Regions from separate parts of the Mus musculus genome. Here all the other regions are linked to region 3. A link is a contact called in public HiChIP or PLAC-seq and promoter capture Hi-C data. All regions are on one chromosome and are shown on one strand. The core of a region is the stretch at or near the end of the contact, and the rest is flanking DNA. Distances in the headings are between cores, read along the strand shown.

What was found. Promoter capture Hi-C pulls out the DNA fragments that hold promoters and counts their contacts. HiChIP or PLAC-seq counts read pairs in DNA pulled down with a chosen protein or histone mark.
Region 1: an H3K4me3 HiChIP or PLAC-seq map of bone marrow-derived macrophages shows a contact between it and region 3, with 5 times the contacts expected there. The contact joins the enhancer-like site here to the promoter of Msrb2 in region 3. A contact is called at or near these places in 6 of 39 promoter capture datasets (the C10 cell line, the HPC-7 cell line, hippocampal neurons and 2 more), 2 of 15 datasets of contacts at CTCF or cohesin (large pre-B cells and pro-B cells), 8 of 484 Hi-C or Micro-C datasets (LSK cells, the N1E-115 cell line, Sertoli cells and 3 more), 15 of 115 datasets of contacts at active chromatin or transcription factors (acute myeloid leukemia, bone marrow-derived macrophages, cardiomyocytes and 7 more) and 4 of 9 other capture datasets (adipose tissue, embryonic stem cells, liver and 1 more).
Region 2: a contact with region 3 is called in an H3K4me3 HiChIP or PLAC-seq map of bone marrow-derived macrophages, with 7 times the contacts expected there. The contact joins the promoter of Carlr here to the promoter of Msrb2 in region 3. A contact is called at or near these places in 13 of 39 promoter capture datasets (the C10 cell line, the HPC-7 cell line, cranial neural crest and 8 more), 1 of 15 datasets of contacts at CTCF or cohesin (large pre-B cells), 1 of 484 Hi-C or Micro-C datasets (bone marrow-derived macrophages), 12 of 115 datasets of contacts at active chromatin or transcription factors (bone marrow-derived macrophages, cardiomyocytes, craniofacial prominence and 6 more) and 2 of 9 other capture datasets (adipose tissue and bone marrow-derived macrophages).
Region 4: a promoter capture Hi-C map of pre-B cells shows a contact between it and region 3, with 5 times the contacts expected there. The contact joins the enhancer-like site here to the promoter of Msrb2 in region 3. A contact is called at or near these places in 6 of 39 promoter capture datasets (the C10 cell line, cranial neural crest, frontonasal cranial neural crest and 3 more), 1 of 484 Hi-C or Micro-C datasets (cerebral cortex), 6 of 115 datasets of contacts at active chromatin or transcription factors (bone marrow-derived macrophages, craniofacial prominence, embryonic forebrain and 3 more) and 1 of 9 other capture datasets (adipose tissue).
Region 5: a contact with region 3 is called in an H3K27ac HiChIP or PLAC-seq map of embryonic stem cells, with 4 times the contacts expected there. The contact joins the enhancer-like site here to the promoter of Msrb2 in region 3. A contact is called at or near these places in 4 of 39 promoter capture datasets (hippocampal neurons, liver and pre-B cells), 1 of 484 Hi-C or Micro-C datasets (pancreatic cancer cells), 5 of 115 datasets of contacts at active chromatin or transcription factors (bone marrow-derived macrophages, double positive thymocytes, embryonic stem cells and 2 more) and 2 of 9 other capture datasets (adipose tissue and liver).
Region 6: a contact with region 3 is called in a promoter capture Hi-C map of hippocampal neurons, with 6 times the contacts expected there. The contact joins the enhancer-like site here to the promoter of Msrb2 in region 3. A contact is called at or near these places in 3 of 39 promoter capture datasets (the C10 cell line, hippocampal neurons and pre-B cells), 2 of 484 Hi-C or Micro-C datasets (cerebral cortex and uterus), 7 of 115 datasets of contacts at active chromatin or transcription factors (bone marrow-derived macrophages, craniofacial prominence, double positive thymocytes and 4 more) and 3 of 9 other capture datasets (adipose tissue, embryonic stem cells and liver).
Region 7: a contact with region 3 is called in an H3K4me3 HiChIP or PLAC-seq map of pro-B cells, with 11 times the contacts expected there. The contact joins the promoter of Dnajc1 here to the promoter of Msrb2 in region 3. A contact is called at or near these places in 10 of 39 promoter capture datasets (the C10 cell line, the HPC-7 cell line, cranial neural crest and 5 more), 2 of 15 datasets of contacts at CTCF or cohesin (large pre-B cells and pro-B cells), 10 of 484 Hi-C or Micro-C datasets (CD4 T cells, the N1E-115 cell line, Sertoli cells and 7 more), 16 of 115 datasets of contacts at active chromatin or transcription factors (astrocytes, bone marrow-derived macrophages, cardiomyocytes and 13 more) and 2 of 9 other capture datasets (embryonic stem cells and liver).

The regions. Positions count from the first base shown.
Region 1 is chr2:18,765,552-18,768,746 of GRCm38.p6, reverse strand. No RefSeq gene overlaps it. Among named protein-coding and RNA genes, the nearest start is that of Gm3363, 6.3 kb to the right of the region's middle. Within about 2 kb of position 1,621, at least 399 of the 459 cell types and tissues checked have an H3K27ac peak or open chromatin away from gene starts, as enhancers often do. A contact at or near this core is called in the HPC-7 cell line, LSK cells, the N1E-115 cell line and 17 more, where this site is marked.
Region 2 is chr2:18,800,212-18,803,395 of GRCm38.p6, reverse strand. It overlaps Carlr (cardiac and apoptosis-related long non-coding RNA), which reads left to right and starts at 1,578. Exons shown (of 1, transcript NR_131254.1): 1 at 1,578-3,184.
Region 3 is chr2:19,370,227-19,373,268 of GRCm38.p6, reverse strand. Msrb2 (methionine sulfoxide reductase B2) reads right to left here and starts at 1,633. Exons shown (of 5, transcript NM_029619.2): 1 at 1,490-1,633. The coding sequence starts at 1,586.
Region 4 is chr2:18,625,952-18,628,940 of GRCm38.p6, reverse strand. No RefSeq gene overlaps it. Among named protein-coding and RNA genes, the nearest start is that of n-TNgtt9, 40 kb to the right of the region's middle. Within about 2 kb of position 1,285, at least 2 of the 459 cell types and tissues checked have an H3K27ac peak or open chromatin away from gene starts, as enhancers often do. A contact at or near this core is called in pre-B cells, where this site is marked.
Region 5 is chr2:18,514,689-18,517,770 of GRCm38.p6, reverse strand. No RefSeq gene overlaps it. Among named protein-coding and RNA genes, the nearest start is that of n-TNgtt9, 71 kb to the left of the region's middle. Within about 2 kb of position 1,385, at least 3 of the 459 cell types and tissues checked have an H3K27ac peak or open chromatin away from gene starts, as enhancers often do. A contact at or near this core is called in embryonic stem cells, where this site is marked.
Region 6 is chr2:18,606,199-18,609,378 of GRCm38.p6, reverse strand. No RefSeq gene overlaps it. Among named protein-coding and RNA genes, the nearest start is that of n-TNgtt9, 21 kb to the right of the region's middle. Within about 2 kb of position 1,343, at least 210 of the 459 cell types and tissues checked have an H3K27ac peak or open chromatin away from gene starts, as enhancers often do. A contact at or near this core is called in adipose tissue, bone marrow-derived macrophages, cerebral cortex and 6 more, where this site is marked.
Region 7 is chr2:18,391,108-18,394,342 of GRCm38.p6, reverse strand. It overlaps Dnajc1 (DnaJ heat shock protein family (Hsp40) member C1), which reads left to right and starts at 1,513. Exons shown (of 12, transcript NM_007869.3): 1 at 1,513-2,052. The coding sequence starts at 1,843.

The DNA of each region.
Region 1 (3,195 bases), core at 372-2,871, 600 kb after region 3:
AGGAAAGAGATCTTTTTCTTCCTTATGAGTTCTTGAGTCAAAAAGTAAAAGCGAGTTAAGAACCATTTTCCTTGTGTCCTGTGGTATGTTTATCCTCAACTCACAGGACCTTTAAGTAATGCTTTTTTTTTTTTAACTTGCTGATTCAGTAAATATCTGCAATGCTGTATATATTGCCAAATAACATACTAGGCTCCAGGGAAAAAAAGTGAACTCCTGTGTTTTTTTGTTGTTGTTGTTGTTGTTTTGTTTTTTTTTTTTTTAGTAGGTTTACAGGAAGGAGAGAAACCAATAAGCAAATACATAAACTGTATGCAAAAGGTTTAAAATGTCATGACTGTGGGAGGTAATTGGCGAAAAGTAGTTCTAAAGCCAGCCTTGAGCTCACATTCCGCCTTGCTGGTATTATTTATTTGCTATTACTTATTTGTTTTCTCATTCCTGACAGGTTGTATGAACAAATAGATGATGACTTCTTAGACTTCAGTTTCTTCCCACGTTTGCTTTGGATAGTCTTAAATCATAGGACCCCTAACCCTAATTCTAACACAGGTCAATTCCCTCCCCTAGGCCCCGAGGTCACATTGCTTCTGCCAAGGGTTGCACACCATCCCGAGGAGGCCTCATATTCTTTTTTCTCTTCTCTTCTCTTCTCTTCTCTTCTCTTCTCTTCTCTTCTCTTCTCTTCTCTTCTCTTCTCTTCTCTTCTCTTCTCTTCTCTTCTCTTCTCCTCTCCTCTCCTCTCCTCTCCTCTCCTCTCCTCTCCTCTCCTCTCCTCTCCTCTCCTCTCCTCTCCTCTCCTCTCCTCTTCTCCTCCTCTCCTCTCCTCTCCCCCTCCCCTCTCCTCCTCTCCTCTCCTTCTCCCCATCCCCTCTCCTCCTCTCCCCTCCCCTCCCCTCCCCTCCCCTCCTCTCCCCTCCCCTCCCCTCTCCTCCTCTCCCCTCCTCTCCTCTCTTCTTTTTCCTTTCCTTTCCTTTCCTTTCTTTTCCTCCTTTTCTTTTCTTTTCTTTTCTTTTCTTTTCTTTTCTTTCTTTCTTCCTTCCCTCCCTCCCTCCTTTCCTTCCCTTCCTTCCTTCCCTCCTTCCTTCCTTTCTTTCCTTTCTCCTAACACAAGATGATGGTGCAAAGAGCCAGAAAACTAGCTTCTGTACGCAATTTTGAGCACAAGAAAACAATAAAACCCAAAGATCAAAACCCTAAAGGGGACAACGGCCAGTGGCTCAAAGCTAAAGGAGAAGGTGGTGCACAATCCAAATCCACGCCCCAGCCTTTGCCCTCCTTCCGCCCCAGGAAGGCCGACAGACAAAGCCACCCGGTGAGTCCATGAGTAGGGGAACAATGCCCTGGCGCTCAGCACAAAACGAAAGTCCGCTGCGGGGCCCGAGGGGATGGCAGGCCGGGGCGCCTTGGGCCCACGCGTCCCGACCCCAACTCCCGACGCCATTCAAGCAGACACCGCGCAGAACAAGGTCAGCTCTGTGCAGCGCGCGGCGGCAGCGCGGCCACCCCTGCTCCCGGGAAGCCCAGCGACGACATCGGGAAAGGCGCCCACGGAGAGCTTACGAGCCCCACGATCCCCGAGCCAAGCGCCCAGCCGGGAAGTAGAGCCGTCCGCGCGCGGAGGGAAACGCCGGGTGTAGTGCGGTTTGTCCTTGCTCTTATAAGCATGCTGCTCCCGGAACCGCTGCCTTAGACCGAGTTCGGGTTATTTTCTGGCCAGGATTCTACCTTCTGTGAGCCTGAGGATCCGTCATCTGCGCACTCCAGTGGCCCAGCGGCCGCCCAGCTCCAGCTTCGGGGACGTTCTGGGCCTGGATTGCATCCGAGGGTGATTGCGCCCACTTCCAGGGAGCAGGTTTTACCAGTGTCTGTTCTGGTCAGTGGAGTGCTGTTCTGGTCAGGATGGTGAGGAGTAATGAGGATAATGCAGGTAACACTGTCTAAAAGCACATCACACCCTCAAGAAGGAACCTAGCATTAACTCAGTGTTAATACAGGTAACAACTCACAAGGATCTGAAAACATAACATGAGGAAAATCGCAGAAAAGATCACGACCAACTAGAGTCCATGTTTAAAAGCTGTAAACAAAGCCTTTGCCTGGCCAGAAAACGAAAGTAGTACACTGCAGGCTGGACAATAACTTTATAGCTCAAAAGCAGTGGTGATTACATCACAGTTGCCACAATTCACAGAAGTGTAATCTAAAGGTATATAAAGTTTATTCTGCTCAAACTGTAAGTAAAATAATGTCCTCAAAAGTTGGCCGAAGTAGGGTGTCTGTTTTGGGGGAGAAGCTGCTGCTAGGGGGTAGGTGACTGAGAGACAAGCTGATAGGAAAAAAATATTTACTGCTTAGGAAATTTACATGAGCCTTAAAAGCATCCTTCTCAGAACTAAGTCCTCTAAGAGTAGATTCACTCCAACAATAGAAAGAAAATATCCTAAAGAACAATATGGCAATGTTGTTGCCTAAAGAACACCCAGAGCAATTGATGTACTTCTCCAGATTTACTTAGCCCCACCAACCTCACCACCACCTCTGCTTCGTGGTGTCCAGGGCTGGCCTTTCTGCGGAGGGTTCCACTCCTGTTCCCTCCCTGACAGATAACCCCCAACAAATGAGGGTAAAGATTCAACCCTGCTTCCTTATAGGGGCCCTGATGGTGGAATGTTCTGCCTCTATCTGCCCAAGGTCCCAGCGCAAGGTGAGTTAGAACAGTATGAGACAAACCTTCACAGAGGCAGAAAACAAACACTACCCGGCATATCAGTCTCTACCACGGACACTCCCAAGGCTTGAGCTTTGCCTGAAAGCTGCAGAACGAACAGTCAGCTACACTTTCTCATACGTGTTCACTAACGTGCTACTTTGTATCTGTTTTCCTTTCTGTTTAGGAACAGTCAGCTGTACTTTCTCATAAGTGTTCACTAACGTGCTACTTTGTATTTGTTTTCCTTTCTGTTTAGGAACAGTCAGCAGTACTTTCTCACAAGTGTTCACTAACGTGCTACTTTGTATCTGTTTTCCTTTCTGTTTCTCCTTGCTCTTGATGCCCTGGGATTCCATCTTCTCATCAAATCTTAACACTTAAAATTGCCCTCAAGGTTAGCTTTTCTTTGGCAGTGTTTGGGTGTTACGTATACTTTCCTAAAGATTTCACAACCATGACAAACTTTTTTTTTTCTCTCTCTG
Region 2 (3,184 bases), core at 329-2,828, 570 kb after region 3:
CATTAATGGAGAAATTCTTTTCTCTCAGCCGTGTGCAACTATTCTTGGTTGAAATAAAAGACCGATCAAGAAAAGCCTAGAAAACTCCCACTAGGTTTCCAGCTGGAGAACAAGAGGCTTTTGTGGCTGCCTGTTCTCATTATTCCCGCCTTCACTCACTGCAGCAGAAAAGGCAGATGGGGAGCAAGAGTCCCTCCAGAAAGGCTCTGTCCTGATTCGGAGCCCAGAACCCCTTCAGAGGACGCTGAGGCGCATTCTCATACTGTTGCTCTGGGTCACTTGACATTGGTACTGAGCATCTGAAAAGTGGCAAAGTGCGGGATAGTAATTTTTTTAAACCTGCCTGCCTGCCCAAATGCCCATCAACTGCCCCCACATCTGTCTTGCTCCGCCCACATCTGTCTTGCTCCACCCACATCTGTCTTGCTCCACCCACATCTGTCTTGCTCTATGCTCAGTCAGGCTCCTGCTCATCATTTAGCCTCTTTCCCATTCTGGGGGCCTCAGGTTGGGTGGTAGCACAGCTAGGAAGTGACAAAGCCAAAGCTGGTCTGCTGCAGTTCTTCTAACCACCCAAGACAGGTTTCCCAGCTCTGGGCCTGGGCCAAATATTTGCTGCTGGTCTAGAGGCTATGTCAGTGGTTCTCAACCCTTTGGGCAAACCTCTATCTCCATAAATGTTTACATTATGATTAATACCAGTAGCAGAATTACAGTTATGAAGTAGCAACGAAAATAATTTTACGGCTGGGGTCACCACATTGTGAGAAACTGGATTAAAGGGGAGGTTGAGAACCACTGATCTATGTGAATTATATAGGAAATGTTAGTTTTGCCAAAAAGTAAAACTGATCTTGCCTCTAAAACCCCACCAGAAACTACCTACCTACTGTAGTGAGTCCTGAAGTATCTGAAGTGGATTCCTTTCTGGTGATTTCAGTAGATGGTTGGGCTTTGGGAAACTCCAGTGACTGCCACTTTGACCACTAATCTTTCAGATTGTGAAAGTTTCCTATAATTGGACTTCTGTGACAGATCTGCATTTTTAACTAAAATATATTCAGTGTTAATTTATCTACTGGAGAATATTACCTAAATTCTTAGTGTTTTGAACATTTCTTTTGATGCAACTCAAATGGTTATCATGTAAATATACAATTATATTTAATATTTTGCTTCATTTTTTTGAAGCAGCGTCTACATAGCCCAGACTGTCCTCTAATTTGCAGTCCTCCTGTCTCACCCAGAGTGCTAGGATTACATGAATATGCATGCTATTGTGCCCCTTTAGCAGTTACATTTGTAAATGATCCTGATCGCATGAGCACAGACACAATCTATCCGCCTTAGGCAGCTGTTTGTGGGTACCCAGGAGCTAAAATCAACTGAATTACAGCTGCTTCTCATAGACTTTGACAGTGCCTTAGAAATCAATCTGCACCAGGACAAAGCAGACCTAAAACACATCAGGAATACTGTTCCCTGTGGTTTGCTGACCTCCCCTGAATTAGCAAGGCTGGGCGCTGGTGCTGGTGATTAGGGTCCTCCTAAGCTCCCCCCGCCCCCCAGTCTGTAGAGGAAAAACCGCAGAGCTAAGGTGCTAGAGGGACCATAGACTGCGCTGCAGAAGCCAGGCGCACTCTATAGCCAGGGGACTGAACTAGAGAAGATCTGGGCATTGCCCACCAGTGCAGGACTGGATGTCCAGCTTGTTAATCAAAGACCTTGGACCTAAGCTTAAGCTTCAGCATCGTGGATCTCGAGCGCGGGAAGGACAGTGAACTGCAAGCTACCACGACCTCTCTCTCCTCCCACCTGCGACCCAGGGAAGAAAGCTCAGAGCCCTCAGCTCCAGGCTTGGAGCTTTCTTGACACCGAATTCTAGATGCACCAGGAAGAGCCCTGGCAAGGAGCGGGCTGCGCAGGTAGGGACAAGGGTGGTGTCCCAGTGCAGCCCGATCAAGTAATCCCAAGGGAGCCTGCCTGCCACAGTGGAGCGGTGTGGGCTGCTTTCCCGGTGAGGGGATGAAGAGACCCTTCCCTTGAGTCAGATGTCGTCATTTGCTGGGCGAATTCCGTGCCCCACAAGGGCCACCCTTATCTGACAAACCCCTATAGGCTACTGGGGACTTAGGGAAAAGAGATGGAGGCAGAATCCTTTGGTAGTAGGGAGTACCAGGTTCAGGGAAAGGGAGCAGAAGACTGCCCCGAACCTAGGCATCCAGTGTAAGGAGAGGCGTCATTGCTCTAAGGATGATTTTAAACCGCGCAGAGACGCAGCATATGGTTTCCAGGTTTGGCGGCACAACACAGAAGACTTTGAGCCGAAGGGGCCTCCAGACACGGAAACTAAATAATCCCGATTTAGAGAGGCCCGAGTAGCAGGAGGCTGGATTTTTGGTTAAGCTACAATTAAGAGAAGATAATTAAGCCCGGAGCCGTGCAGCTTATTAATATTTATAGCTCTCGGAGTGAGAGGGCCTTTGCCACGCAGGAGAGGAACCCGAGCCTTTCAGGCCAGGGGCTTCGCAATGACTGGGAATGAGAAAGGGCGAAATGGGGTGAATCTGTCTCTGCGCTTCTCCCTTAATTACCGGAGCAGGAAAGTCAGTCGGGAGAGAAGGTGGTCGAATGACTCTGTCTCAGGGGCTGCGAAGAGAGATGGCTATCTCCAGTCCGGATCCCATCTCTTCCTTCAGGACCCCAACCGTGCCTTTAAGTGTCCCTGACTCCCAGGATTGAGGGCTAGTAAAGGAAACGATTTTGTAACGAAGATTCCGGGAGAATTTTCTTTTCCTCCCAGCCTTAACGTCACGCCGCAGGGGACACGGTGATTAAGTGCTGTCCTGGCTGAGGGATGGCCCTGCAAGCCCACACACTGGCCTCGAACTTGCTCATGTACGGTTTGTGGGATTCCGGGAGGCAGATCCTGCCCGCCCCGCACGGCCCCCCGCAGGATCCCGGAGGGCCGCTGCGGGTCAGGCCTTTGATTCCCGTACCGCTGCGGTGGCAGGCGGAGGGGCTTCACCCGTACTCCGACCTTCCCCGCGGTCTGCTGCCTGCGAGACACCGTGCCACCCACCACTGAGGATGAAGTAGGGAGCTTCAGCAATTTGCACTAAACGTAATTTCTGCTGCTCTTGAGCCCGGATGGATGGAGGTGGGTGGAGGAGGGGCGGATGCC
Region 3 (3,042 bases), core at 384-2,883:
TCCCCTGGAACTAGAGTGAGTTATAAGCTGCCATGTGAAGAGTTTTTGCTACCATAGGTTTTTTGTTATTCCAGATGAATTTGCAGATTGCCCTTTCTAATTCGTTGAAGAATTGAGTTGGAATTTTGATGGGGATTGCATTGAATCTGTAGATTGCTTTTGGCAAGATAGCCATTTTTACTATATTGACCCTGCCGATCCATGAGCATGGGAGATCTTTCCATCTTCTGAGATCTTCTTTAATTTCTTTCTTCAGAGACTTGAAGTTCTTTTTATACAGATCTTTCACTTCCTTAGTTAGAGTCACGCCAAGGTATTTTATATGATTTGTGACTATTGTGAAGGGTGTTGTTTCCCTAATTTCTTTCTCAGCCTGTTTATCCTTTGTGTAGAGAAAGGCCATTGACTTGTTTGAGTTAATTTTATATCCAGCTACTTCATTGAAGCTGTTTATCAGGTTTAGGAGTTCTCTGGTGGAATTTTTAGGGTCACTTATATATACTATCATATCATCTGCAAAAAAGTGATATTTTGACTTCTTCCTTTCCAATTTGTATCCCCCTTATCTCCTTTTGTTGTCTAATTGCTGTGGCTAGGACTTCAAGTACAATGTTGAATAGGTAGGGAGAAAGTGGGCAGCCTTGTCTAGTCCCTGATTTTAGTGGGAATGCTTCCAGTTTCTCACCATTTACTTTGATGTTGACTACTGGTTTGCTGTAGATTGCTTTTATCATGTTTAGGTATGGGCCTTGAATTCCTGATCTTTCCAAGACTTTTCCTAAGCAGCATAAGATATAAAACTGGGTTGGAAAGGAGGTCAGGAGAGCAGCTGCCCAGTGCTAAACCACAGGGCCACGAAATTACAGAGAATTACACCTGGGACTCCTCAAAGACTCCTACTCCTCCCAGGGAAGATGCAAAAGTGTCCGGATTCACAAATGAGGGCAAAAAGCACTTACCATTCCACCCCATCCTGTCTCTTAGCCACTAACAACCTGTTGGAACACGAGAATAATTCACCCACACATCTCAAAACCTAGAGTCACACAAAACCAAGATAGTGTTGCAGCAGCACCCGTGATGGTGCAGTGGGCCAGTCTCACAGGACAGGAGGCAACTAGCAGTCCTCCCGAAGGAAGTGGGGGGGGGGGGGGGGAGGGCAAGGATTAACTCCCGCCCAGGAGAGGGCGCACAAGGTACGGCTGTTGACCGCCACTGGGTCCCTGACAACACCATGGCTCCTAACACGACTTTGTACACCAAAATGTAACATATAAACGAACTGTATGCAAGCATAGGAGAAGATTCGATCCTCTCCGGCATCAGTGCTCCCCCAGCACACCAAGTTTACCAAACGCGTTGCTCTGCTCCGCAACTCAGGCAGCGGGCCGCTGGGACCAGTCTCTCAGGACCTCACAGGAGGCCGCCCAGGGTCAGCCAGGACTGTGAAACCGAAAGCCACGAGAGACGGCAGCGATTGAGGACCTACCTGTGTCCTTGCTTCCCGATCCCGCGCAACCCCGAGCCAGCCGTCCAGGCGCCTGCAGCAAAGGCAGACCCCGCAGCGCTCGCAGCAGTCGCGCCATGACGCTGCCACCAACGGGTTTCCTCCCAAGCCTACCCAACCCCCACCCTCCGCCGGATCCCTCCCCTCTGCCCAGGTCTCTTCCCCTCCTCCAGGCTCTCCTTTTCTTCTGGTGCTCCACCCTACCCCCACCACTTAACTTATCCTCTTGCTCCTCTTGACCTTGATCTTCGCGGAGTGTGTGGAATATCCCGGGACTCCACTGCCTCCTCCTCCCGCAGTACCTTACTCCGATTGGAATCATGACTAGTCTAAAACTTGCTGTGTTTCAGTTTGTTTAGGTTTTCCAGAAGTCATACTAATTGCAGTTGGTTATTTCTGGCTTCCCTTACTCAACATAATTATCTGGACATTGCTGCTTGGTTTTTTGCGTTACATTATGCACAAATCTTTTTTTTGTTGTTGTTGTTGTTCTGAATAATATTCCATTATACTAAACTGTTACTCATTAGTTTAGGCTGTTCTAATTTTTGCACATCAAAAACAAAGCTGCCAGGAGCGTTCCTGTACATGCCTTTTTTTTGGATACCTGGAAGAGGAATAGCCAGGTCTCAAGGGCAACGGCTGCTTCACTAGCAATGTATGAAAGCTCCTGTCATCATCCCCTTCCTACACTTGATTACTCAGGCCTGTTTTTTTGTTGTTGGTTGGTTGGTTGGGTTTTTTGTTCGTTCGTTTGTTTTGCTTCGGTTTTTGAGATCTAATCTCTCTATGTTGTCCAAGCGTCCTCAAACTTGGAATCTTCCTGCCTCGGGACTGAGTTTATAGACATGCATCACTACAAAGTTAGACTTAAACTTCTTACAGTAATAGGCTTCTCTTGTGTTATCTTTCAGTAACTGACAATTAGCCATTGCTAAATCATACATGGTTTTGCCCATTTATTATTAGATTTACTTGTTGTGGATTTTTTTCAAGGTTCTTCCATATATTCTCTGGGCACAAAGCCATTATCAAATCGTTTCCTCACAAATTTCCCTTCCCGAGACTGTGGGCTGTGTTTTTCTGTTTCCTAATTGTGTCTTGGGATGGGAAGTTTTACATTTTGTTAAACTTCATTTTATCGGTTTGATGGTTTGTTTTTGTTTTTTATAGTTTGTGGCGGCTTAGGGGTAACATATTTAACAAATGGAGCTAGTCCAATATTACAAAATATTTTATGTGTTTTCTTCTGCTAATTTTATAGTTTTAAGTTTTACATTTAGGTCTATTATCTATCTGAGTTAATTTTTATTTATTTATTCATTTTTTAAAATAAGGTAATTTTTTTTTTTTTGTTCTCTACTGCCTGCATTTGAGTTCTTGTCAAAATCAGTGTATGGCTGAGAATGCAGCTCTGTAGTAGAGCAATGGCTAGCATTCACGGCCTCAGGGTCGCACACACCCACTGGGGAGAAACCCCAGGTTGGTTGGTTGGTTGGTTGGTTCGTTTGTTTGTTTTTATCAATACAGGGATC
Region 4 (2,989 bases), core at 36-2,535, 740 kb after region 3:
CATTTAAGTCACTGAACAAGGTTTCTTTTAAAGTATACTCAGAGGCTGGGGACATGGCTCAGCAGTTAAGAGCACTGACTCCACAACCAAGCCTGAGTTCTGGTCCCCAGAATGCACAGAGTCCTGTATGTGCTCCTGTGACCCAGGGTGCTAGGTCGTGGAGACAGGCTTCAGCATTAGCCAACTCAGTTGGAAAACAATTGTGTCCCAGGCTCAGCGAGAGATCCTGTCTTGACACGAGCGAATAAAATGTCATATAATGAAGCAGGATTCACCTCATGTTCTCCTTTGTCTTCTGTGCAAGTGCATAAGGGCGTGTGCACCTGAGCACACACACACACACACAGACACACACACACACACACACACACACACACACAGACACACACACACAGACACACATACAGACACACAGACACACACACAGACAGACACACACACACAGACACACACACACAGACACACACACAGACAGACACACACACACAGACACACACACACAGACACACACACAGACAGACACACACAGACACACACACACAGACACACACACACATAGACACACAGACACACACATACATTCTTTCAAAGTCAGACTATGAAGACCCTATCTCAAACAAAATAAAAATGCACTTTAAAGATACCCTGTTGCTCATCAGTAGAAAAGGCATTCCAGATTTGCTATAATTTTGTTGCTTGTGCCTTTGGCAGGCTCTCCTGTAGCCTAGCCTGACCTTGAACTCCTCAATCTCTTGCTTTGGTCTCTCAAATGCTGGAACACTAGGGGTATGCCACTATGTCTGGCAGATTTAACATGATATATGTCAACTATACAAGGTGTTATGGAACATTTTACATGACTCTGTTCTCGCATGTAAAGGGAATTCCCCGAGGATAAAGGATTAATTCTGTTGTTTATAATGGGGTCACGGAGGATTAAAAGGCGCTTCTAAGTAGCTTCGCCTTGTATGGATGTGAACTTTCCACAGCATCCGCTCACTGATTTCATACGGGAATAATTACTAAGGAAATCACGAACCTTTGTGGAAATGGACAATAGTGCCCAGGGCATGCCTGCTTCAGAGTTTATAGTGGGTTGCTGGTCCCTTCTATGGACATTCTGGGTTCTTCTGCCTTGGCTTTTGGGGAATTCCTCCCTCTGACCAGATGTGCCTCCCATTACTCCCAAAGCAAAGCCCCAATTCCTGTGGGGTTAGCACTAAGAACCCCACTAACTGCCCCTCTTGCTCGCTCCTTCCTCTTGAGAAGACTGCTCAGCGTCTCTCCATGAAACCGCCTGCTGCCTGCTGGTTAAACCCAGCCTTCACTTCTCATTTTACTCGGACGCAGTTGCTATCACTTGCTTCCTTTTCTTCTATTCTATTTATAATTTTCATTTTTCTTAACTTCATTTCAAAAATTTCACAGTTTAATGAAACATCATTTAAGACATGTCTTCAATTAACTCAATTATAATCTCTTCACAGGAGCATACACATATGTATATATTGTACAACCATAACTTATACCCATATAACAGAACTATAAACAGGGGTAAAGGGATAATGGATATCCCAGAGTCCTTTGTTGATTGGCAGAATGGTTCAACAGAGTTATTATAACCTATAACCCTGAGTGAAACACAAACGAATCTCTTTCTTTTTTAAAAAACAAAATGCTTTGGTCCAGTGAGGCACCTTAGCAAAGAGGGTTGGTTCTAAGCCTGATGACTTGAGTCCAATCCCCAGAAGGAAGGAAGGAGAAAACAGACTCCTTGAAAGTTTTGACATGAACCAAATGCCTACTGTGTGCCATTATTGATACATTTAAAATGATTTCCAAGGATTTGCTCTCTCTCTCTACAACAACAAAAAGAGAGGAGAGAGACAGAGACAGAGAGACAGAAAGAAGAAAGCACACCAAGATAGCTCTTTGTCTTGAAAACTCAGCTGATACACAAAACTAAGTTGGACTTAGAAATGAGGGATGCCTGAGAAACATTTAGATTTTCACTATTTAGGAAGGCCTAATGATCTACTTTTGCCTGAAATGGGGATTTGTTTTGGAAGTATAGATTTTGGCAGCCTGTTCTATTAGATAGTAAAACCAGATAAGTTGAACTGATGGTGAGACAGGCTTTGTGAAAGTAAATTTTTCCTTTCAAACCATCTCCTTCACCTGAGAATGCAGAGGCGATTTTGTTTTGTTTTGTTTTCGAGACAGGGTTTTTCTGTGTAGCCCTGGGCTGTCCTGGAACTCACTCTGTAGACCAGACTGGCCTCGAACTCAGAAATCCGCCTGCCTCTGCCTCCTGAGAGCTGGGATTAAAGGTGTGCGCTAGCACACCCAGCCTGGCTGTAAATTTCTGTGCTGAGTGGGAAAGCATTGGTGGGTGTGATTCCTTCGAGAGCACGGAAATGATTGGTATATTTTCCTTCGGTTTCTTTCTGGAACTGGTACTTTTTATTCTCATGCTTTTCAGTACAACACTATTAAATGTTCTGTTATTCTTTAACATTTTATCACATTTATTTATTTTGATTTCTTGTGTGGATGCTTTGCCTGCATGTATGTATATGTACCACATATAAGCTTGGTGCCCCCTGGAGCTATGGTTACAGATGGTTGTGAACCATGTGAGCGCTGGGAACTGAACCCAGATCCTGTGCAAGAGCAAGAAGTGCTCCTGACCACTGGGCCATCTCCCCGGCCCTATTGTTAGTATTTTAATTTTATGTATATTGCTGTGTTGCCTACCCGTGTGTACCCCGTGTGTGCAGGGCCTTCAGAGGCCAGGAGGGAGCAGCAGATCCCATGGCACTGGAGTTATAAAGGCTTGTGTGGTGCGGACGATCACTGAAATCTTCTCTCTGGCTCCAAAGTTTATTATTTTAAATATGAAAACATCATTCTGTGTTACTTAATTTACATTTCATATAGTTATGAGTCCCTTTGGTAAAACATATATAATCACAATAAGGTGAATGAC
Region 5 (3,082 bases), core at 136-2,635, 860 kb after region 3:
ACTGTTATTAAATATTTTCTGGTCCATAAAAAGGCAAACAGGAGTCTTGTTTTTTTTTTTAATTAAAGTGTGTGTGTGTGTATAAGAGAGAGAGAGAGAGAGAGAGAGAGAGAGAGAGAGAGAGAGAAGACAAAGAGCGAGAGAACAGAGGTATATGTGTGTGATATATGCACATGTGGATGTGTGTCCATGTGTGCTCAAAGGACACAGGAAGGTGCCAGATGTCCTATTCTAGTATCATCCACCTTATCCCTTTGAGACAGTCTGTCACTGAGCATGGAGCTAGGCCTTCAGTCTGCATGCCCCAGTAGATCCTCCTATCACCCCACCCCACACACAGTGCTTGTGCAACCATGCTGGAAATTTCCCCTGTGTTCTAGGTTCTGGTCCTCATATTTGGGCAGCAAGTCATCTTTGCAGCACCCTTTTGTTTATGCAATGCTGCTGCTGGTGGCTTTTATCCTTATTTGTTCTAATATGGAAGTGAGATAGGTTACATTGCTTCACAACCTACGTTTAAATGAATGAAACAGAAAGCTAAGCTCTCCCCTGGGAAAGTACCAGGCAGAGAGACCCACAAACAATTCTTCTGACCTTTGCTTGTCTGCTGAATCTAGCCATTACCCCCAAACTCGTCTATTCAAAGGCAGATCTTTAAGCCAGGCATATATTAGGAAAACCTTTGCAACTCTTGACTACCTACCCCCAGGATAATTCCTAAAAAAGTAGGTTTAATGGAAGAGCTTAAGGTTTCTGTAATTTATCCCCCCATCCCTGCAACTAGACTTTTGGCTAGTGTTTAGCCATTATAGCCTGTGGCTTCTCTTCAAACCTTTTGCATCTATTGCTTAATTGATCCTCTCTATGGTCTCACATGATGGTTAGAAACATAGCCTTGGTGTATTAAAATTTGTTCCATTGCTCAGTAATTGAGTGTTCTTCAGCATGCTTAGTCAGTCAGTGGCTCAGCCCAACTATCAGTCAAATGGAGATGATAATAATAATAATAATAATAATAATAATAATAATATTCCCCTCATAGTACTGTGTTACAGTTAATCTCCAGCCCAAATATGCCCCAGCAATGAAAACACGACACAGTTAATATGAATACATGCTGTGCACCTAGATTGGGCAGATCTACCGCTACACTACCATCTTCCACATCTATGAGACCCCCTTAGAACTTGTGATTTCTTCAGGCCATGTGCTTCTGCTCTGATTTTCTTTTTCTTCCTCCTCTCCCTTTTCCATTTTCTCCTATTTCTCCCTCTCCTTCTGCTCCACCTTCCCTTACATCTGCCCAATCATCAGCTCTCCTTTATTTTACAAATCAATCAAGGTGGGAAGCAGGTTTACAGGAGATCACCTGAGGGCTGAGTCATTCCTGGTTCGCAGCCACACACTGGAGAACAACATTAACATCACATAGCTCCAGGGCTATCCACACTGTGTTGGTGTGAAGGATAAGTGAAGTTAAGACTATGAAGAGCTCAGAAATGCCTTTGGCTTACTGTGAACATGCAATATACACATTTTTTACACTTTAGATCTGGAATTACCCCCAGAAGCATCAATATTCATGGGTTGGTCTGTGAAGATAGGATCATAGGTCTCTGATGAATCCAGTATGAGCTCTTCTCTTGATGAGAGGACTAGGTTCTTGGGGGCTGCATTGTCCCCTATCTCTCTGCACCTCCTGCCTCCCGTCGGTGAGCCACTTTGCTCTGCAGCATACCTTCCACCAGGATGGCCCATCTCACCATGGACCTGTAAGCAACAGAGTCACATGATCATGAACTGAAACCTTGAACCTAAATAAGGTGTAAAATAAAGCATCTCCTTTAAGTTGGCGCTCTTGGTCTTTTCTCACCAGTGGATGAGTGACTGACACATGATGCTGCTTGTGTTGATGATGGCTGGAGTACCTCTCTCTAATATCTGCTCATTAAACATTTACCTGCTCTAAGGTCTGGCTGTGTAACTTGGTGACAAAGAGCTCATCTGATTTACAAGGCCCTGAATTCGGTCCCCAGCACAGAAAAAGGAAGAAAACAAGATAGAAAGAAGGAATTAGAGAAAGAAGAGAATAACAAAATGATTTAAAGGTCTTAATTTGTTTTAAGTCCATTTAAATTCCACATCCTGAATAAGCCACCTGCCCCTTCCAGTGTTCCTGGTCTCCATTTAAATGAACGTAAACACATGTAGCTACATACATAGTCATGGCATGTGAAAGAAAATAAATGAACATAAATATATGTCGTTATATGCATAGTCATGACATGTGAAAGAAAATAAATGGTGCCAGATTGCTAAGAAACTAAATTTTGACTGGAAATTTTGAACAGTGGCCATTAACAAAGGTTAACAAAAGAGTGGCTAAGTCTGAGAGGCTAGGGTCAGGGGATGTGGGATAGAAAACAGAGCACATGGGGGAAAGACACGAGCTTTTGTTTGGTCACACCCAATGGGGTGACACAATTCTGATGTGGAGGACGTAGGTCAGAGTCAGAGAAATTATCTCAAATTGCACTGTGAAATATAATGTATACGGCTAAGGAAATATTTCACTTTCTTCCATTTATCTCCTTTTTATTGTATTTTTAATTGCATTTATTAATTTATTATGTGTGCTATTGTGCATATGTAGAGGACAGAAGACAAGCTGCAGAAGTTCCTGGGCATCAAACTCAGGTCATTAGACTTGGCAGCAAGTTCTCTTCACCTGCTGAGCCCTCTTGTCAGCCCACCTCTTTCTTTTTTTTTAAAATAATTACATGCAAAAAAATTTCATATAGATCTTCTTTATGTATAGATCTTCTTTATATTGTACATACTGTTGTAGTTAGTGTATAAGAGGTAAATGAAATCTTTGTTTTATGGAAAAATACCTGATTAAAATAGTCAGGAGGTTTTCTTCCAGGTCATTCATGTTATGGTATGGATCTAATGGTATGGATCCAATGTAGGCCATAGGAGACTCTGTTCAAGCTTAACAGACAAATCACACTGTCATGTCAACTGTCTGCTGTTCTTATTTGCATGAACTTCCCTGGCCAGAGTAGGAGTCGCAGCCTGA
Region 6 (3,180 bases), core at 94-2,593, 760 kb after region 3:
CGACATAGGGCGGGACGAGTGGCGGACGCGGCTTCTATCTGGGGGTGCCTCCAGTTACCCCAAGATCTACCGGGGGAGCTTTGATACCTCGGACGTAGGGGTGGGATGGAGCGACCCGCGGACCTGGAGGTCCGGGCGGTCAGCCCGACAGTCGACCCTGTAAGAGGTCTAGGCGGAGAGCAACCAGGGTAGAGACTTGGTGGCTGTGCGCAGGAGGAGGTGGCTGACCGCCCGCCCCCAGGTGGGATGAGGAGGGGGGCGGGAGGCCCGAAATCCCTTCCAGAAAGGCTCGGATCTTGGGGCACTGTGCTCCGCTATTTTCAGCTAGCACCCTTCTCTTTAAGGGCGTCCTTCCTCTTTTTCTTTCTTTGATCAATCTAGTAACGCCTCCTTCCTGCACTAGCGTCTGCCACTCACCGTTCCAACGTCAAGGACATGAACTCCGAGGGGTGCAGCGCCCGAGGGCCACTTGCAACCGGGTTCCTCACCCCTCAGCCCTGAAGGGCAGTAAGGTCCCCCAGCTAACCCTGCAGCCCTGCGAGGCACGTATAAGAAGGGCCTCCAGCTAGGTCCTGTCCCCTGCAGCCCTGCAAGGGCAAAACCAGGCACTGGGGTTCCCAGCTGGAGCCTGCACCCTACAGCCCTACCAGGAAGACAGGCCTGAGGCTCCCCCCTGTGCTCTGTACCCTGAAGCCCTGTAAGGCAGGCACGATGGTTCCCAGCTGGGCCCTGCACACTGAAGCCCCTCAAGGTATATAGATGGCCACGAAGGTCCCCCAACTGAGCCCTGCATCCTGTCCTGCCGCCAAGCCCTCTGCCCAAGCGGCAGAAACCCACTGGCACAGGTCCCCAGCCGCCGGAGAAAAATCAACCACGACAAAGGGCTGCACGAATATGGCGCTGTTGGAAATGGAGCCTGGACACCGGAGCAGCCTGGCTGGAGCACTGCCTCGGCCTCCTCGCTCTTCCTGGTGCTCTGGCTTTCCACTCCTGGGTTCTCCATCTGGCATCCTCTAACCCGCGGACCCTGAACAGTTTTTATCCTACTGTCCCTTCCCGTGTCTCCCTCCTTCCTGTCCCTCTCGGTTCCTCTTTCTCCATTTTGAGTCTGTGGCCGGCGCGTTTCTTGCCTGCTGGGCTCACAGGTGGGCCATTCTCTTTTCTGTCTGTCTGTCTTTCTGTCTGTCGTTTGCTCTCTCTCGCTCTCTCTCTTTCTCTCTCCCTCCCTTCCTCCCTCTCTCCTGTTGAGTGTGGGCTAGAGAGGGCGTCCAGGTGCGAGCCTAGGCTGCCAAGGGCCAGGGTGGCAAGCTGGTGACCTCAGAAGCCACTGTGTGCCCAGTGCTCCCCAGCAGCGGAGGGGGACTTCTTGGGGTGGGGTGCTGTTGTCTCCTGCTGCAAGGAGATTAGCGCTCTCTCTCTCTCTCTCTCTCTCTCTCTCTCTCTCTCTCTCTCTCTCTCTCTCTCTCTCTCTCTCTCTCTCCCTCTCTGTCTCCTCTCTCTTTGTCTGTGTCTCTGTCTGACCCGTCCCTGTCTCTCTGTCTCTTTCCCTCCCTCCTTCCTTCTCTTTCTTGTTTTCTGGTTTTGGTTAGCTAGTTGGCTTCCTCCCGTGCTTTCTTTTCTTTTATTGCAACTGGGAGTTTTGCACTGTATTTCAATAGACTAGGAATCAGAATCGTCTTTCTGGACAGACTTCCAGAGATGAGTTGTAGAGAGACCGGCAAAGAAGACAGAGATATTAATTCGTGTTTTTTTTCCCGTTAAACACGGGGACTCCCAAGCAGTAAGGTGGTTAGGTGTTTCTTTTAAATTATTCACTTTTTATACTTATCGCCTTTTCTCTCTCCCTCTCCCTCTCCTTCTCCCTCCCCCCACTTATCTGAACTCAAGAATGCTGATTTTGAATTAAAATTATTCCTAAATGGTGGTCCGTGGGGAGTTCTCTGAGAAGCAGTGTGATTTTGAAGTCTCTTGGCTGCGGGACTAGCGACAAGTGTCTTCCTGAAAAGTCTCATTGAGGAGGCGTTTCTCTGTGAGGTAGCTGGGTTGGATTCTTTGTTTTTTTTCAAGCAGATGATAGAAGCATTTCAAGTCAACGGAGGCAATGACATCATTTGCTGTCTGAGACATTTCTTTCAGTCATAATGGGGGAAGTTGGTCTATATATAGAAACTGAAAATAAAATAATTCACCTTTCCAACTATGTTTTAACCTTCTAGATTCACATTTTCAAGAACATTCTATTCTGTCCCCCTCACTCCAGAACAAAACGAAGGTGTTCCTCCTTTGTGTGATAGATTTTGGAATTCCTGGAAATATTTGAAAGATTAAATTTCTGAGACTCTTAAGAAAAAAAAAAAAAACCAAGGGGAATTGTTCTGAGCAGAACTTACAGGGTGTCTCATTTAAAACAAAACAGTTTCCTTGGTTTATATTGATTGCCTTCAATTAAAATCAGGTTTTAAGTACTTCTTTTCAGGCTATTTACAAAAGGGGAGAAAGCTCACAGGTCTTGGCATGAGACTTAGCAATACAGCCAGGCCTTGCTAAACTTAGAGTGGTAACTTCAAATCATAGATGTGAAAGCTGGCAGCAAACATTCTTTTGATTTGAGAACCTGACTTCCAGAATCATTGAAAGTAGATTAAAATGTCTTGTATGCATTTCTTCTGGTAAATGGTAAATGCACTTGCCTAGGAGTACAGAGAGTTCCCAGATGAGCTTTCTAAAAATGGGCATCATTGGAGAAGTCATTTTTGTTTTCCAACTTAATTGGAATAATTCAGTACTTAAATAAAGTTAATCCTATTAAGATATTGTTTCCTGCTCAAAGCAGTAAAAATTAAGCACAACTTATATGACTTTAAAAGGCCAACTTTGTACATAGTCTAAGCAATCCACATTGCTGAAAAAAAAGTGGCCAGAACATGTTTTCTGAGTATTAAATGTATTCAAGGTAGTATGCAGACAAGGGTAGTTTAAATCAGCATTTACAGATTACAAGCAATATTTAGTCTTCCTCATTTATTCTCATTTAAAAACACTCACTAAAAATTTTATTTCTTCCATTACATACAAGTTAAATTTCAGATACATTAAATACCAACTGGAGAAAAAGAAAACTTTATTAAAATGTTGATTATGCAGCTGGAGAGATAGTTAGGAGTGCTGGTTGCTATTCCC
Region 7 (3,235 bases), core at 264-2,763, 980 kb after region 3:
ACAAATCTTATGACCAGTGAGCACAGTTCCTCAACCTCAAGCGATATTCAGCGGGCGTCTTGTGGGACGGCTGACTGTATGTTTGGGGCTTCTTTGTACCTTAGTCCATCATACAATTCAAAGTAAAGATTTCGTTGCTTTCTTTTTATCTGTGTAAAGTCCCTCTGAGCAGACCAAAGCGAATCACTCCATACCTAGGATCAGTAAATGCCACCAGGGAAGAAAACAGCTGATAACTGCCCTTAGCCCAGACATTGACAAAGGATTTATTCAATTGTGTTACCTCCTGCAGCACAACAGTTAATGTGGAAATGACAAATTTGAATTGTAGTAAGAAAATTGTCTCAGAGAATAAAGTAGAGGCAACTCGACTTCTGTATCAGCCTGGCCTTAGAAAGTGATAAGTCCCCTGAAAATGGAGTAAGTCCTTAGAGTTCTTGGACAACACAGAGTTCAAGACAGAAATACAGGACTGTCTGCTAAGAGCTCATACTAACACGTTTGCAGTTGTGGCAAGATCACACCACTTTCAAATAACACAGTATTCAATAATATGATCAAATATGGAAAGGATGGACATTGGGTAAACAAAATTTGTTGTTGCCATATTTTCTGACAGTTTCACTCATTGAATAAACAAACATTTGCTTTAATGTAGGGACTTGGTAAAGATGATGGGTCTTGTATGTACATGTATGTGCCTGCCTATGTGTATGTGCACATGCACAGGTGCCTGTGGAAGCTTGAGGTGAGTACTGGATCACTGCAGCTAGAATTACAGGCAGTTGTGAACCACTCCAATATGGGTACCGGGAACAGAACTCAGGTCCTCTGCAAGAGGAAGAAGTGGTCTTAATCAAAAGTCAATACTAGGTCCAAGATTAGTTTTACTTTAAGGAAATAAACTTCAGACTTAAAAGAATATTTTAAATTTTATTTATATGTATGTGTGTTTGCTTTCTTGAATTTATGTGTATTAGGTGTGTGCAGGATCCTACAAAGGCCAGAAGGGGGCTTCAGATCTCCTGGAAATTAGAGGCTGCTTATTTGCATGGACTATATCCGCAAATCTTAATTCATATTTAGAAGTATAATTTTTTTCTTGGTTAAATTCCTTTTTGTGCCCCCACCTTCCAAAACCACAATGGGGTGGATCTGTGTGTTTTAGGCATTGTTCAATTCATCCTACCTTTACTGATCAAATAACAAAATGCACATGAACAGAAGCCCCTAAGCAATAAAATACATCGACCCTCCAATATGCTTTTAATATCAATACTTAGGAAGGCAAGGTAGAAGGCATGGGGAAGAAAACCTACAGATAGGCGTTCTTGGCCCAGGAGGTCCGCGATTGTTGATTATTCACCTCTTTTAGCCAGCGCTGACACACGTGCAGCTGCTCTACAAGCCAGCCACGGAAAGCTGTTCTCTGAGGCCAGAATCCAGAGCGCCTGGCGTTCCTACTTCCGGCCCCGCCCCCGCCCCACAGTTGCTAGGAGACGTGATGTCACCGGAAGCGAGGCCTGGGATAGGCTGAGGCCTGGGGAAACCTCTCCCACACGGCCGCTTGGGTGCCAGCGCTGGCTCTCCAGCTGTTCCTAGGCCGGGGCGAGGGTCTAGAGAGGGAGAGCGGGCTGCGGCCGGTCTCCGCTCCCCAGCCGCCGGCTCCGCGGCAGTTAGTGCTTCCCTCGAGCCGGCAGCCTGGTTGGTCGCTTCCGGGCGGCTGCCCGCGCTCCTGACTGACAGGCGCCGTCCGCACCGCCCGCGCCACCCGCCACGTCTCCGCTCTCTGCCGGCGCACGGCGTGGCTGCCTGCCGACCGACCTCTTTGAGCCCAGCGCGATGTGGGTTCCCGGCTTCGGATCCGCGCGACTTCCCCAGCGCCGGCGCTCCGGGTTGGAGTCATCCTCGGTGCGGCCGCTGTGGCTGCTGCTGCTGTTCCTGCTGGCAGCCGTGCGGCCAGTGCGCGCCTGGGAGAGCGGAGACCTGGAGTTGTTCGACTTGGTGGAAGAGGTGCAGTTGAACTTCTACGAGTTCCTCGGGGTGCAGCAGGTAAGCGCGGCGGGCCGGACCTCCTCACCCAGCCCGGTCCACTTGACCGCCATCTCTTCCCAGTTCCTCACTGTCGGCCCAACTTCGGAACTTCTGATCTGAGTGTTAGGCTGGACGGTGCAACTACCTTTTCTTTGGCTTTCTGGAGACCATCCTTCCCCCACCCCGCGAGCTGTGCTGAAGGAAGAAGGAAGAGAGATGTAGGCAGACCGATTTTTAACACTCAAGTGTGACACAGTAACCATGTATCACCCCAAATTGTCATCTTCCCACTTAAACATATGTTTACTCCAACTGCCTCCCTCTCCCTCGTCCTTTCTGGGAAGACTGAAATACATTTTGCCCAGCGTCTGTTAGCAGTTTTCTTGCACTGTATTTTGTAATCGTTAAAGCCTGCTATTAGTGTTTGTGTAGCAGTTAGAAATCTGGAAAAATTTGAAGCCTCCTCCCGCTTGGTCCTAGAACTCATTAGAGAAGTTGTGACACTTTCAGGGTTTGAGGTGTTTGGAGTGCTGTTGAAAGAGGAGGTCAGGATAGTCTTGTGTATACGTCCTTGCCTCTCCATTGATTTCATTTCAGGTTTTAACTTGGGTCTTTAACTTGTAAAATCTCTTGTTCCCTTTTATTTCTACTTGAAAGTGATTGAGTGAGGGTATTTATTCAGACTACCTCAAACAATGAACAGAAAAAAGAAGACATGTTAATAACTAATAATAACTTCATGATCATGGAATGAGAGAGACTTCCACAAGCTATGATTGAGTCCTTCACACAAGATGTAAGTTGTGAAGCAAAAACAACAGCAGCAGCAAAAAGGCACACTTAACAGAATTAGCTAAGAAATGTACCTCTTCCTATAAGTTATGAAATAGGAAACTTTCAAAGGAAATGAATTGAACTGTTAAACAGAAATTTAATTTTTAATAATTGCATTTTAATTCCATGATTGCATATAAAATCATTGAGTATAAAATTACCATGGTATTAAACTTAACAGTTCTCATTTCTTAAGAGTTAAAAATATTATACACAATGGTTTTGTGGTCATTGTGTTACCTTGTGCCACTTCCTGCTCATAGAGAAAAAATAGGCCTCATTTCCAGAGTAAATGATAATGCAGTGTATTTAACAATAATTAGTGAAAATGTAAGTTTGAAGACTATTTATTTGGGCTTAGGTTCTT